Regions from separate parts of the Sus scrofa genome. Here region 1 is linked to region 2. The links are chromatin contacts, called in public Hi-C maps. All regions are on one chromosome and are shown on one strand. Each heading gives the region's core, a stretch centred on a gene start, on an enhancer-like site or on the middle of the called end of the contact. The rest is flanking DNA. Distances are from core to core; before and after follow the strand shown.

The links. A called contact is a pair of places that touch in the nucleus more often than the background predicts.
Region 1: a contact with region 2 is called in a Hi-C map of alveolar macrophages, with 2.7 times the contacts expected there. The contact joins the promoter of ASPM here to the enhancer-like site in region 2. A contact is called at or near these places in 5 of 5 promoter capture datasets (fetal liver, fetal skeletal muscle, liver and 1 more) and 20 of 47 Hi-C or Micro-C datasets (alveolar macrophages, blood, brain and 12 more).

The regions. Positions count from the first base shown.
Region 1 is chr10:20,035,476-20,042,387 of Sscrofa11.1, forward strand. It overlaps ASPM (abnormal spindle-like microcephaly-associated protein), which reads right to left and starts at 4,205. Exons shown (of 25, transcript XM_021064478.1): 1 at 3,722-4,205. The coding sequence starts at 4,018.
Region 2 is chr10:19,960,374-19,966,854 of Sscrofa11.1, forward strand. FBXO28 (F-box only protein 28) reads left to right here. Exons shown (of 6, transcript XM_003130584.6): 5 at 2,150-2,345; 6 at 3,996-6,481. The coding sequence ends at 4,390. Among named protein-coding and RNA genes, the nearest start is that of FBXO28, 27 kb to the left of the region's middle. Within about 2 kb of position 4,413, at least 2 of the 83 cell types and tissues checked have an H3K27ac peak or open chromatin away from gene starts, as enhancers often do. A contact at or near this core is called in alveolar macrophages, where this site is marked.

The DNA of each region.
Region 1 (6,912 bases), core at 2,955-5,454, 75 kb after region 2:
TTATTTTCTTAAAGTGAAAGCACCCTCATGTTATGCCTGGCTACAGAGATCATTTGAGGTGTTTGTAAAAAGTAAAAACGCCCAGGAGTTCCCTTGGTGGTGCAGCAGGTTAACGATCCTGTGTTGTCACTGCAGCAGCTCAGGTTGCTTGGTGTCATGTGTTCCAGCCCTGGCCTGGAACTTCCGCATGCCATGGGTGTGGCCAAAAAAAAAAAAAAAGAAACCTAAAAGATCATTTTAAAAATTTTCCTTGAGGGAGTTCCCATTGTGGCTTGGCAGAAACAAACCAAACTAAGTATCCATGAGGATGTGGATTTGATCCCTGGCCTTGCTCAGTGGGTTAAGGATCCTGAGTTACCATGAGCTGTGGTGTAGGTCACAGACATGGCTCGGATCTGATGTGGCTGTGGTGCAGGCTGGCAGCTGCAGCTCTGATTTTACCCCTAGCCTGGAACTTCCATATGCAGCACCTGCAGCCCTAAGGAAATTTTTTTCCCTTGGATAGACCCCAATAAGTGTGTGTGTGTGTGTCCTCAAAGACAGTCTCCTGGCCTTCATTCCTTTTAAGGTCTAGATATTTGTATTGCAGACTTTTTGGGGGGGGGTAGGCTTATTTTTATACTAATTGTGAGTCTCTCTCATTCTTTGACAAGTGTAACGCTTTAGCTCATGGTTCTTGAGATGTCCTCTGCATGCATAAAACCTTGTTTAAAGTGCAGTTTCTGTATTTCCCCCCCAGAAATTAGTACCTCTGGAGTGGTGAGAAGACATCTTCCTTATTTAACGAGAAGTCCAGACAAATTTGATGCAAGTGGTTTCAAGCATCTCAGACAAATTCTGCTTATTGCAACCTGCTAATTCACCTGAGGGTGTGGGTTGTGTTTCAGATAAGGGCTATTCTAATATTTATTTATTTATTTACTACAGTGGGCTTCAAAATGTGGTTCCTGTGAGATTGAGGTAGATGGGCCCCTGGGCTGAGAAGAGCTGGGACTTGTCAGGCTGAGTAAACTGGGCCTTGCTTCTCTTTGACACGTCAAGGAGAAAGTTAATTGCAGGAGCTAAGCTCTGCTCGAGTAGAAAGATGCCCACGTCAATCACTCCTGGGGTCAAGGAGCCCTTCCCAATTACACATGTGCAGAAAGACTCCCAGGGGTCAAAAGGGAGAGGGCCCTAATAAGTCCTGATACCATCCCAGCATCCTTTGCTCTGGAACCATCTTTGCCAAAAGATGCACACGCCTATTGGGGAGGGCCCTGGGTCCGGTCAGGTACGAGAAATAAAACAAGGTAAATGGCCAAAGGAAAACAAAGACCTGGAAGAACTATATAAGTGAGTTAAATCCCCTCTCTGGTACTCTCCTCACTTGGGGACGCCCGTACTTGCACTCCTCTTTAGGGTGTGTATTACTTCTTTGCTTCTGACTTAAATAAACTACTTTTCTGCGTGCGCTCCCACACATTGGACTGTGACTCTGACAATAAACTTTATACCTGGTTTTAAAGTCTTGGCCTCCTTTGCCTCCTTGAATGTTGAAAACATTCTTGCTTTCAACAGGAGGCAACAATCAGGGCAATTCTACTTTTAGCCTCTAGCTAATCGAGCGGCTAGGATTCCTGGTTTTCATGCAGGCTGCCAACGTTTAATTCCTGAGCAGAAAATTGAGCTCTCTCTCGGAGCCATCACTCACTGCTGTTTCCCTGAGATCACCTGGACTAGTAGCATGAGCATCACCTGGGAACTTCTTAGAAATGCAAATTATAGCCCCAGCCTAGATCCCTGGAATCATAAGTACTGGGGGTGGGGTGCTTTAATGAGTCCTCCAGGTGATTTTGATGCACTCTTAAGTTTGAGAACTGCTGGTCTCCTCAAAACATTGCATCCTCCTTGATGGCGCTCCTCCTTGTTCTTAGAATTTTCCCCTCATCCTCCTAACAAATGTCTTTAGGGAAGAATCATGCCTCATGCCTATAAATCAATATGAGGGACAGGCCCTGGGGTTTAAAATGATAAAAACTGGGTGGGAACCCCAGCTCTGTCAACTGCAGGAATAAAACCATCCGTAAATGTTTTATGCCCTCATTAAAAATTAGGAAGAGGACATTTATCCACGATACAGAGTAAGATCCTTGCTTGAAGATTCCTCTCAGTTGCGCACCATGCACAGGTGTAGCTGACACTACTTCCAACTTAGAGATGAGAAAACAGAGACACAGAAGACTCAGAAGAGTGAACTTAGCAGCCTAGGCCTGATCCATTCGACACAAACCCTTTGACCAAAACCCTTTGACCATGTCACCTTATCAGCAAATGTGGATGATGACTCCAGGAGTTCTTGTAAGGATTAAATAAGGAAACAGAGTTTAAAAGAACCTGTAAAAAGGTAAACATTATGTGTGTATGTATTATCTTAGTGGTTTGGTGGTTGAGTGGCGTCTGCACATTCAAACCTGAAGCCGAGGGAAATCAATAGTTAACAAAAGAAGTTTTTAAAAACTAAGATCAGTAAACTTTTACTTTATAAACATGGAAGTAGTTCTAAAAAAGCCAAAACCCAAAGAATTTCAGTCCCACAAACAAAAAATAACAAGCAAATGTATTATGTAGATAGAACAAAGTTTATATCTTTCCATGAAAAGAAAAGGGAACATTTACAAACAAGTGTAGCTGAACCAGTGCTTATGGACCAAGTCAATGGACCTCTCACTGCCTTGGGAAGCAGTTGTTTAGACAAAGAGTGAGATCCCCTCAGCTGATTTGTTGTTTCTTTTCACACTTTCAGAGGTTCTAATCAATGGAAAGACCACAGCAGTCAAAAGAAGAATATAAATTCTCTGGAATGGGAGCATTACTCTGGCCAATGCAATGTAGAAAAGCTACCCAGGAAGGTCTCAACAAAACATTTGTAAAATTAAATTTGAAACATCATTAGAACCATACTACAGCAAATGGGGGAAAAATATTAAAACGCTCAAGTGTGCACTCTTGTTGAAAACAACCCTGAGGAAGTGTTTTGGTTTTGTTGCTATAGACATTTAGCCAAAACAAATCTCACTCCCTCACCAGAATAAGTAGTTACCCTGACTCTATATGCAGTCGGTTTCCCTGTGGAAACTAAAATGCGTTTTTTAAGATGACCGAAGAGTTCCCCTCGGGGCTCAGCGGTAAGGAACCCACTAGTATCCATGAGGATGCGGGTTGGATCCCTGGCCCGCTAAGTGTGTTAAGGATCCAGCATTGCCGTGAGCTGTGGTCTAGGTCGCAGACACAGCTGGGATCCTGAGTTGCTAAATCTGTGGCTAGGCCGGCAGCTGCAGCTCCAATTCCACCCCAGCCTGGGAACCTCCATGTGCTGCACCTGCGGCCCTAAAAAAAAAATGCGAATGACTGACGGAAAGCAATTACAAAAAAAACCCTGCTCTAACCAACGTACTCTTGGCAATCTTAAATATAGAGGGATAGATGCGTGGATGGATAGCCCTTAAGTTTTCTCAAGGCCCGAGTCTATGAAAAGCCCTTCTACGAAACACAGGACCACCCAAGTGCTTCTCAGGACGCGCTTCACCGCCAGGGTGACAGCCCACCGCAGCCGCCTCCGCCCTGGAGAAAAGAGGTTCGTTCGCCCAACGTCAGAGGAAAGGAACTGGCTTTATTTTCCAGGTCTCAGGTCCCCTCCGTGAGTTCCGATCCCGTCTCCCCCCACCCCCGTAGCCCACCCTACCTGCAACACGAAGGCGCTGGGCCAGATGCTGAAGCCTTGCTCGGCGGCCGGGACGCGGGACAGCCTCACGTCGGCGGTCTCCTCGTTGGGGTTGTCCAGGGCCAGGGGCAGTGTGCGCGATGCTCCCAGGCGCACGTCCCCGAAGCAGAGGAAGGGCGACCTGCAGAAGTGGCTGAGGGACAGGACCGGCGGGGATGCTGCCTCCTCCTCGGCCCGGGGACCCGGAGGCCCGGCAGGCGGCCTCCTCTCTGGAGGACTCCGCTCCCAGCAGCCGCGCCCCCGACGCCGGGTCGCCATGGCGGCCTCGGGGCTTCTCCGGGCGGCCCTGCAGGAACTCTCACTCCGTCTCCTGGAGCGGATACACCCCTCTCTCGTTCTGTGTCCTCGACTGCTGAAGAAAACAGCCCCACACACTCACAACTCTAGAGAAAAAACAACTCGGTCTTCTCTTCGTTTAAACTTCCCTCCTCCACCAATGGGCGCGCCCGGAACCGCCCACCTCCGCGAGGGACCAATCAGCGAGCAGAAACTCCGGCCAATGAGAAGACGGCGCCTTATTTAAACGTGTTGGGTTGTTGGCAGCGCGTCGCTCTCCTGCGTAGGCGACCGGGGTGATGGGGTCTCGGCTGCCCACTGAGAACCGGGGCTTTGACTAGAAATTTGCCCTTTGGTTTCGTGAGCGGCATTGTTGAAGGGAAGAGATCCCAGAGCCTCTACAGTAAATGCCGCAGTCGTTGCGGTTGCCGGGACAACCTTGGGTAAAACCGTTAAGCAGGCAAATTGGGTTGAAGTCATTCCTTTTCTACAATGTTCCCGCCCAGGTCACATTCCTGAGCTTTTCTTCCGCGGCTTTTGGGCTCAAATGGGAGAAAATAAGGAAAACGAAATGGTTATTCGTGTGAAGGGGCTGATTTCAGTGACACAGCAGCGGCTCAATAAGTTTACCTGCTGGTTGTGACGTCGGGGTCCTGGGAGCTCAAATAGGTCAACAAATGAAGCCTGAGATTCTCAACAGTCCAGACGTGATGGTTTTGACCGGCTTCGCCCTTGACACTTGACTTCTTGGTTTTAATTCTAATTATAGTATCTGATATAACGATGATAGCTTAGTGCAGCTATTACTCTTTGATGTGGATTGTTTCAGGCCCCGTGCTTCTCTATCTCGGCCTTTCCTTCAGCCCTGGAAGGAAGGCACCTTAGCTGTGTCTCACCGATGAGCAAGCCGACTGGGAGGTGGCAGAGCAGGGAGAGGCACCCAGGCGGTTTGGCCAGACCTTCACCCTACTACCTCTCAGGACAGCAGGAAACTTCAGGAAAAAATGTGTGCATGTGGTACGGATACATGAAGTAGCTCAAGGGAAATCTCCCCAAGTGGAAAAACAAAATGAGGGAGGTGGAATATGAAATTATATTCACTGACACCCAATTTGACCTGAGGTTAAACCCTGTGAGCTTAACAACATTGACACAGAAGTCTTTATATAGAGGTGTTTTTGAATTCTGTAGGGCTAATACAGGATTAATGTACTAGAACACTACTACCCTACATGTTTTTTGCACAAATGTTAATATGAATTACAGTAGTTGTCAAATAATGTGTATTTATTGTTTTCATACTGTAAATATTCATCAAATTAACTTTGCAAACATAAGCCTTCTTAAGCTCAAGTCATTGAAGTGTTTCAATTCTTTTTAACATGTTAATAATCCATTTTTTTATGTACACCCTCCCCTCATAATTTGTCTTCATAAAACAATGTTTTTGACTCAAAAATTAAAAAAAAATCCAGAATGAGACTGTACTGGATTTTTTTTTTTTTTTTTTTGCTTTATAGGGCTGTACCCGCGGCATATGGAGGTTCCCAGGCTAGGGGTCCAGTCGGAGCTGTAGCTGCTTGCCTATGCCAGAGCCACAGCAACATAGGATCCGAGCAGCGTCTGAGACCTACACCACAGCTCACAGCAACGCCGGATCCTCAACCCCCTGAGTGAGGCCAGGGATCAAACCTGAAACCTCATGGTTCCTAGTCGGATTTGTTTCCACTGAGCCACAATGGGATCTCCAGTACTGGATATTTTTTATTTGCCCTCCACTTCCAATCCCCACTTTTTTCAGCCTGCTTTTTGCTGTGGGATGCTGGTCTGTGTTCTGTATTTGCTATGTTTATAGGTTTCTTCAATTACTTCCTTAGTGACCCTGACTGATGCAGTAGTGGCCCTAGGAAATTGCTTCTTAGGATAGAATGCTGAGTTGAATTGTTTGTGTTCAAGGAGCACAGGGATAAACTCTTGCTAGCAAGAAACATATTATGATAATCAAAGGCATGTGGGCGCATCATGAGTCCTGAAATCACCAGCAGTGGCAGCACCAGATGAAATGTACATGAAGGATAGTTTATTCAGAGGTGGCTGTGGCATATAGTTGCTATGCAAACAGTTTATGAATGATTATAGAGTTTACAGAGTACCGGGTTTCACCTGATGGCTATAGAGAGCATATATAAGAAAGAAAATGAACCACACCCAAGGCATATGGAATTTCCCAGGCTAGGGGTCCAATTGGAGCTGCAGCTGCTGGCCTACGCAGCCACAGCCACAGCAATGCCAGGTCTGAGCCCCATCATCAACCTACGCCACAGCTTGTGGCAATGCCAGATCCTTAGCCCACTGAGGGAGGCCAGGAATCAAACCTGCATCCTCCTGGACACTATTTCAGGTTCTTAACCCGCTAAGCCACAGTGGGAGCCCCTTGGCATCTGTTCTTACCTTTGATGACCTTATGTTGCCTCCTTCACTAGATTGGGTGCTTCTTGAGGGTGGGAAGCAAGCTCTCTGCAGTTCCTGGTAATGAATGGCCTCATCTCAATAAATGCTTGTCATACCAATTTTGATTTTAAGTGAATTAAGTTAGAGGTCTTCTGTTTTTTTTTTTCCTCATCCCGTTTGACAATTTCTGCCTTTTATTTATTTTTAAAAATTTTGAAGTATGATTGATTTACAATGTTGTGATGATTTCTGCTGTATAGCAAAGTGGTTCAGTTATACATATACACATATCCATTCTTTTTCAGATTCTTTTCCCATATAGATTAGCACAGAATATTGAGTAGAGTTCCCTGTGCCATACAGCAAGTCCCTGTGGTTGGTACATGAAAGTCATGTGGAGAAATTTTTTAAAAACTCTGATGTCT
Region 2 (6,481 bases), core at 3,163-5,662:
GCCATTGCTGTTGTTATTCCTGCTTAACTGCGTTTCTCCCCAGATCCTCCCGTCACTGACTCCTCCTCACCCTTCCATTTTGCCTTAAATATGTCAAAGAAGCCTTTCCTGATTACCTCTTCCCCCATAGGAGTTATCAATTTACCTCTTTTTTTCCACTTGGCACTATTTTGAATTATTATTTGTTTGCTTCAGCTTCGTGAGAATAAGAATCTTGTCACCTGTGTTCACTGTTTTTATCCCGGTGCTTTGAAAAGTGACACATCTGTAGTATGAATTCAGTAAATGCTTATGGGTGAGGCTGTGGTCACAGAATTAAATTATAAGCCCAAGAGAAAGTTGTTTCACTTTTTTTTTGAATGTGTATATTTCCTTACATGTTCAGTAAGTTATTATTGAACAAAATACCATTTTCTTCTGGAAGGAGTTTATAATCTAGTAGTGATGCCAAAAATACACATGTCACTTAGCCCCTGGTGCCTCAGGATTCGGCCTTTGACTCTTGCTCTCTGTCTTCTCCCTTAGCAGGGCCAGTCCCTCATGCCACTGGCTCCTGAGGCCTCTCCATCATCTGCAGTTTCTCTCCTGCTCTCCTAACCTGTATCTCCAGATAGGCCTGCCTGGCTCGTGTCACCTGCATGTCCCATGTTACTCAAAACTAAAAAATGTCTTCTTTTAGTGCATGTGCCTGTAATACACCACCTCAGCCCAAGGCAATTAGTAGTCATCTCTCCAGGCCACTAACGTGGCCTCTGTGAAGTCCTCTTTGATTCACAATAGACATATTCTGACGGTTTCATTTTGCTGATATGTGTTAGGCACACATGGAGCTAGACTGACGTGGATGAGCTCATTGACCCAAGAGTCTAGAAAGTGTCAAGGACTGTAATTTGCCCTGGTGCTCCTCTGCAAGATTACATGTTTCTCTCCATGTATGTATGCCTTGGGTTTCCCCATTGCAATTATTATTAAAATGAAAAGGGATCATTTGCTGCCCTTTGGTGATAGCAGGAAAGCAGGATCTGAGGAGACCGGGAGAAACGGCTTCAAGGATAAGCAGATAATGGCAGCGTGGAAGAGAAGGGAGTCAGGCCGAGTCCGTGGGGCTTTGGGAAACAGATTCAGGCTAGGGTGAAGTAGGCTTGGAGGGTTAGTGGAACATGGGTTTGGGCAGTGCCCCACCTCAGCTCCTGCTTGCCTGCAACCAAGATTGAACCTCTCAGTTTAGTCTTCTAGTTTCTTCAGCAATTTGTATGTCCCACTTGTATCACTTCTTTACAGGTATCTTTCCCTGATTACACTGTGATTTCCTTCAGAGCAGGAGCTATATATTATTTATTTATTTTTTGGTCTTTTTGCTATTTCTTGGTCTTGGGCCGCTCCCGCGGCATATGGAGATTCCCAGGCTAGGGGTCCAATCGGAGCTGTAGCCACCGGCCTACACCAGAGCCACAGCAACGCAGGATCCGAGCCGCGTCTGCAACCTACACCACAGCTCACGGCAACGCTGGATCGTTAACCCACTGAGCAAGGGCAGGGATCCAACCCGCAACCTCATGGTTCCTAGTCGGATTCGTTAACCACTGCGCCACGACGGGAACTCCTATATATTATTTATTTATTTATTTTTTCTATTTTTGTCTTTTTGCCATTTCTTGGGCCGCTCCAGCGGCATATGGAGGTTCCCAGGCTAGGGGTCGAATTGGAGCTGTAGCCACTGGCCTACGCCAGAGCCACAGCAATGCGGGATCCGAGCCGCGTCTGCAACCTACACCACAGCTCACGGCAACACCGGATCGTTAACCCACTGAGCAAGGCCAGGGATCGAACCCGCAACCTCATGGTTCCTAGTCAGATTCGTTAACCACTGCGCCACGACAGGAACTCCAGGAGCTATATTTTAATCATCCTGATTCCTTAGCCCCAGTATAGTACAGAAAAGATGCTTAATAAATGTACATATGAAACGTGTAAAGTATTATAACAGTCCCAGTGCCATGGGTTCCAGGTGGAAACGTGACCCGTGCTCAGTATATCAGGGACATCACCTTGTAGGCTTTCGCAGTCACCTCCCTCCCTGCTTAGCTGTTTTCTTTAAAAAAAAAAAAAAAAAAAAATTGAAAGTGCTAACGAGAGCTCATTATTTTAGGTGATTGATGAGATTTATCGTGTGTTGAGATATGTCAATTCTACCAGAGCCCCTCAGCGAGCTCATGAAGTGCTTCAAGAGTTAAGGGATATTTCCTCCATGGCAATGGAGTACTTTGATGAAAAGATTGTTCCAATTCTGAAGAGGAAATTACCAGGATCAGATGTGTCTGGAAGACTCATGGGCTCTCCTCCAGGTACCTCTTGTGTGTGATATGTTCAGTTTGTAATTATGTTCATACACAGATTTGTAACTTGCCCCCCCCTTAACTGTATACCTTGAACTTTGCTGGGTCTGTAACTATCTATCTGCAGCCTCATTTTTAATGACAGATTGGATTACAGACCATAGCTTAAGTCACTGATCCGCTGCTGTTAAGCTCATTTGTCTCCAGGTTTTCTGTATTTGAACTACACTCTGCAGAACAGTCTTGTGGCTGCGTGTTTGTACACATCCCCAACTGTTAGCTTAGAAAAAAACTATTAAAGCAGAGTTGCTGGATGAAAGCCTATATATATGTCTATGTTTTTGGTGTTTCTGACTAGTGTTCATTATCCTAAAACAGCATTGAAAAAATTCTCATTGAAATAACCAATGAATTATTTCAGCCCCTGCAGCATCTGGCTGCTACAGATGCATAAGGCTGTTTTGAACACTGTTGAATCCTAGATTTGTGCCCTTATCTACTGAAAGAATTGTTCAACATCTTCAACCCCTGTAAACATTTTAAATCAGGAAGCACATTTGTAATGAAACATTTTGTTTTGTTCAGATTAGTTAGCTCCTGGAGTACTTAGTGGGGCTACTGAATGGCTCTCCATAATTTAATAAGAAAGCCTACAGCATGTCTTTTATTGAGTACCTGTTATGCACACAGCATAATACAGAGACTAAAAAGAAGTGCAGCTCATGGTGTCTGCTCGCAAGAATCTTATTTCGTAAAGTAGGACATATCCAGCCTCAGATGGTTGGAGGCAAGAGGAGTAGTTTAAAGCAATGTCCACTTAAGTGCCGCATGAGTGGCAGAGACAGAATCTTGAGGATTGTTGTTAGCTGGTCTGATTGAGACCTCACAAGAGGTAAAAACTGATCTGAGCCTTGTTGGATAAAGATAGGCAGAGAGGGAAACAAGAATGCATCAGTCAAGGACAATATTCTGATTATTTAAATGTGCGAGGGGAAAATTAGGTGCCTTTTAGGGTATGGATGGATTCATCTGGTCCTAAAAAGCTTCAGGAGATGAGGCTTTTTTAAAAGTAGGTTATTAGTTTCAAATAGTGATTTTTATGCCCATGTTACATTCTGCTATTCCTAAAACAGAGTATCTCCAAAGCCTTTCTACACAATGTCAGAAATTCTTCATGATCATTGTGTATGATGTAACTCACTTTTTGATGGTGTCTCTGTTGTCGGGCTAATGTCGAAGCCTTGCATATAATTAACCACAGGGAGGACTTAAGAACGTGCTAGGCCTGTGCTTCTATCTCAGATGTTCATGTTTGTGTGCAATAAGGAAGAAAATAATTCTACTCTGATTTTACCACTGCACTTTACTAGGTACTCAGAATGGTTTGTAATATTTTAAACACAAGTTTTATGCCACTAAATGCCTTTCCCCATGTGCTGGCAATCCACATATTGCCACATGGACATGAGACTCAGAATGCAAATTCATTTATAGTTACAGTGTCTGTTAGTCCATTAGACCAAGTAGATGGCAAAGAAGAAATCGTCAGAAGTAATATTAATAGGGATATTCCATTTTTGAATAAGATTAATTAATGAAGTGTTCCTGGTGATGAGACAGTTGAAGTGACTGACTGTGTTGTAAACTCTGTTCCCGCAGTTCCAGGACCTTCTGCAGCCCTGACAACAATGCAGCTCTTCTCCAAGCAAAACCCTTCAAGACAGGAGGTTACCAAGCTCCAGCAGCAGGTTAAGACAAACGGTGCTGGGGTGACTGTTCTCAGGCGTGAAATTTCTGAGCTTCGCACCAAAGTGCAAGAACAACAGAAACAGCTTCAAGACCAGGACCAGAAACTGCTAGAGCAGACCCAGATCATAGGTGAGCAGAACGCACGGTTGGCAGAGCTGGAACGCAAACTACGAGAAGTAATGGAAAGTGCGGTGGGAAGCTCCTCAGGGTCTGGGCAGAATGAAGAGTCTCCTCGGAAACGAAAAAAGGCCGCTGAAGCCATAGACTCTCTTAGGAAATCGAAACGCCTCCGGAATAGGAAGTAAACCTCGCTCCAGAGGAAGCCCCGGCTTTGTGGCTTGAGCAGTTCCGCATATCAGGATGCCGTGAGCAGCACGGTGTCCCTTCGGCTTCTAGGCTTTCAGAACACACCTTAAACTTGAACTCTCGCGGTTGGGACAGTCTTCTCCCGCTTCTCCTGGTTGGACTGATGCACAGAACCTTTTTACTTTGCAATAGATTTGTACTAACCACACCTGTTCTATCATGTTTCAAGACGTTAACTTTTTTCTGTGCAGATGTTTAAAGTAAGTTTATTTGTCTCTGCATATATGCACATTACATAAGGATCTTAAACCAGTCTTGACAGACTAGAAGTTAAGTTTAATACAGAAAATGTCCTGTTCACTTGAAAGAAAAGACCTACTTTTTAAATGGACAGTATCTTGGTTTTTTTGTTTTTTTTTTTTTAAAGTTGACTTTTTGTTATAAGTGACCTTTGTCTGGAATGTCTGAAAAGTAGTAAATGCTTTTTGGTATTGAAGTAATGGGTAACTAAAATGGACTCCATAGTATTGACTGTAGAAGGGGCCTCTACAGTATTGACTATATTTTTATAAACTACTGGCAAGGGACTTATCCAGTTGTTAGATCCATGTTTTCAGTTCTCTTGGGGGCCATGTCCTACGTTTGCATGGACGGCTGCATGCACTGCCTAGTCAGCTCGCTTGAAAAGCTCTTGCACTGGTATCGTCTTGAACCTCCCTCCTGCTCCACTCTCTAGAGCAGCGTCTTAGTTTAAGGCTTAACATCTTGCACCACGACAGCTTTGCCTCGGGGGCGGGGGGGCGGTATGTGTTAGTCCATTTGTCCTCCACTTTTACGGGAATGTGAGAGTCCTCAAGCCCATCGCGTTATCTGCCCTCTGTAGGGTTCAGGGGCACTGGCTGAGGCAGAACCCCAAATTCTTTCCATTGGCGTCAGACCTCTTGGTACCAAGTTCTGTTCCTTGCTCACCACTGTGCGTGCTCATTGATCTAACAGTCATGCCCTGTGGTGCGAGGAAGGAACCCAACTTGTGGGATGCAGTTTTGCCATTGAAAGAAAGTCTGCTGAAGAAAATCGTACTATGAAAAAGCATTTTGATCATTTCATTTCTGGGTGGGGGGAGGTGACCTGAGGGAAGCTTTTTAATATGACGTTCAAGCTTTCCTCATCCCGCAACTCTAAACAAAAGCTTTAATTTCGTTTGCACTCCTGTTGTGAGCTTGTAACTGGAAAAGCATGTCTTGCACTGTTCAACCTTCTACGTGGTCACTTTAACAACCTCCAAATTGTGTCCAGTGATTCTTTTCCCCAGTTGTGTATTTTTGAAACATTCAGCTATTACTGTCCTAGTTTTATTTTAATGTACTAAATTAGGTAGTCACGATTTGACCGTTAAGTTCTTTGAAGCAACTGTTGCCTTGGGCTTCAGTAATTTAAGATCAACTTAGGTGTCATCTAGAGTACTGTCGCTTTCCAGGTGGCAGTGTGCCGCCTGTATAAAACCTAAGGCTTTGGTAAGTACCTGAGTTGAATAAAAGCACAAGGTCACTGCCCTTTTTTTATCCGTCCACCATGACATGGTTATGCATCCTTTAGGTTAAGCTCTCCAAATGAAACATTTTCTTACCCATTTTTAATATTGTCCTGACTTTATATTGTCCTTAGAGTTCGATCAGTTCTTTGTCTTAACTCTGAAATCTGAAGCACCATTTACAATGTAGTATGTTTTCAATGAAAAGCCGTAAAATAACATCCAAGTGTTTCGTGGTTTGTTGGGAAGGTAACTCTAAAATAAACAGTTTCCAAAACATTTGTCAGCCAAGGTCATCCATAAAAGTCCCTGTCTGGAACTCATTGTCTCCGCAGGTCTCGCTCGTGTAATCCTAGGATTTAGCCATATTGTCACAACTCTGGAGGAGGCCTCCTGGATTGCTCTTGGTGTTGAATAGTCTGCTTTCCTGGTAATAGGAAATCTTTTTTAAGGAACAGAATACTTGTCTACAGGTTTACAAAATATGAACCTTATGCATCAAGGGGATTTTTTTTTTTAACAGTTATTAATGAATTATTTTACGTTTCCTGGGTTTCTT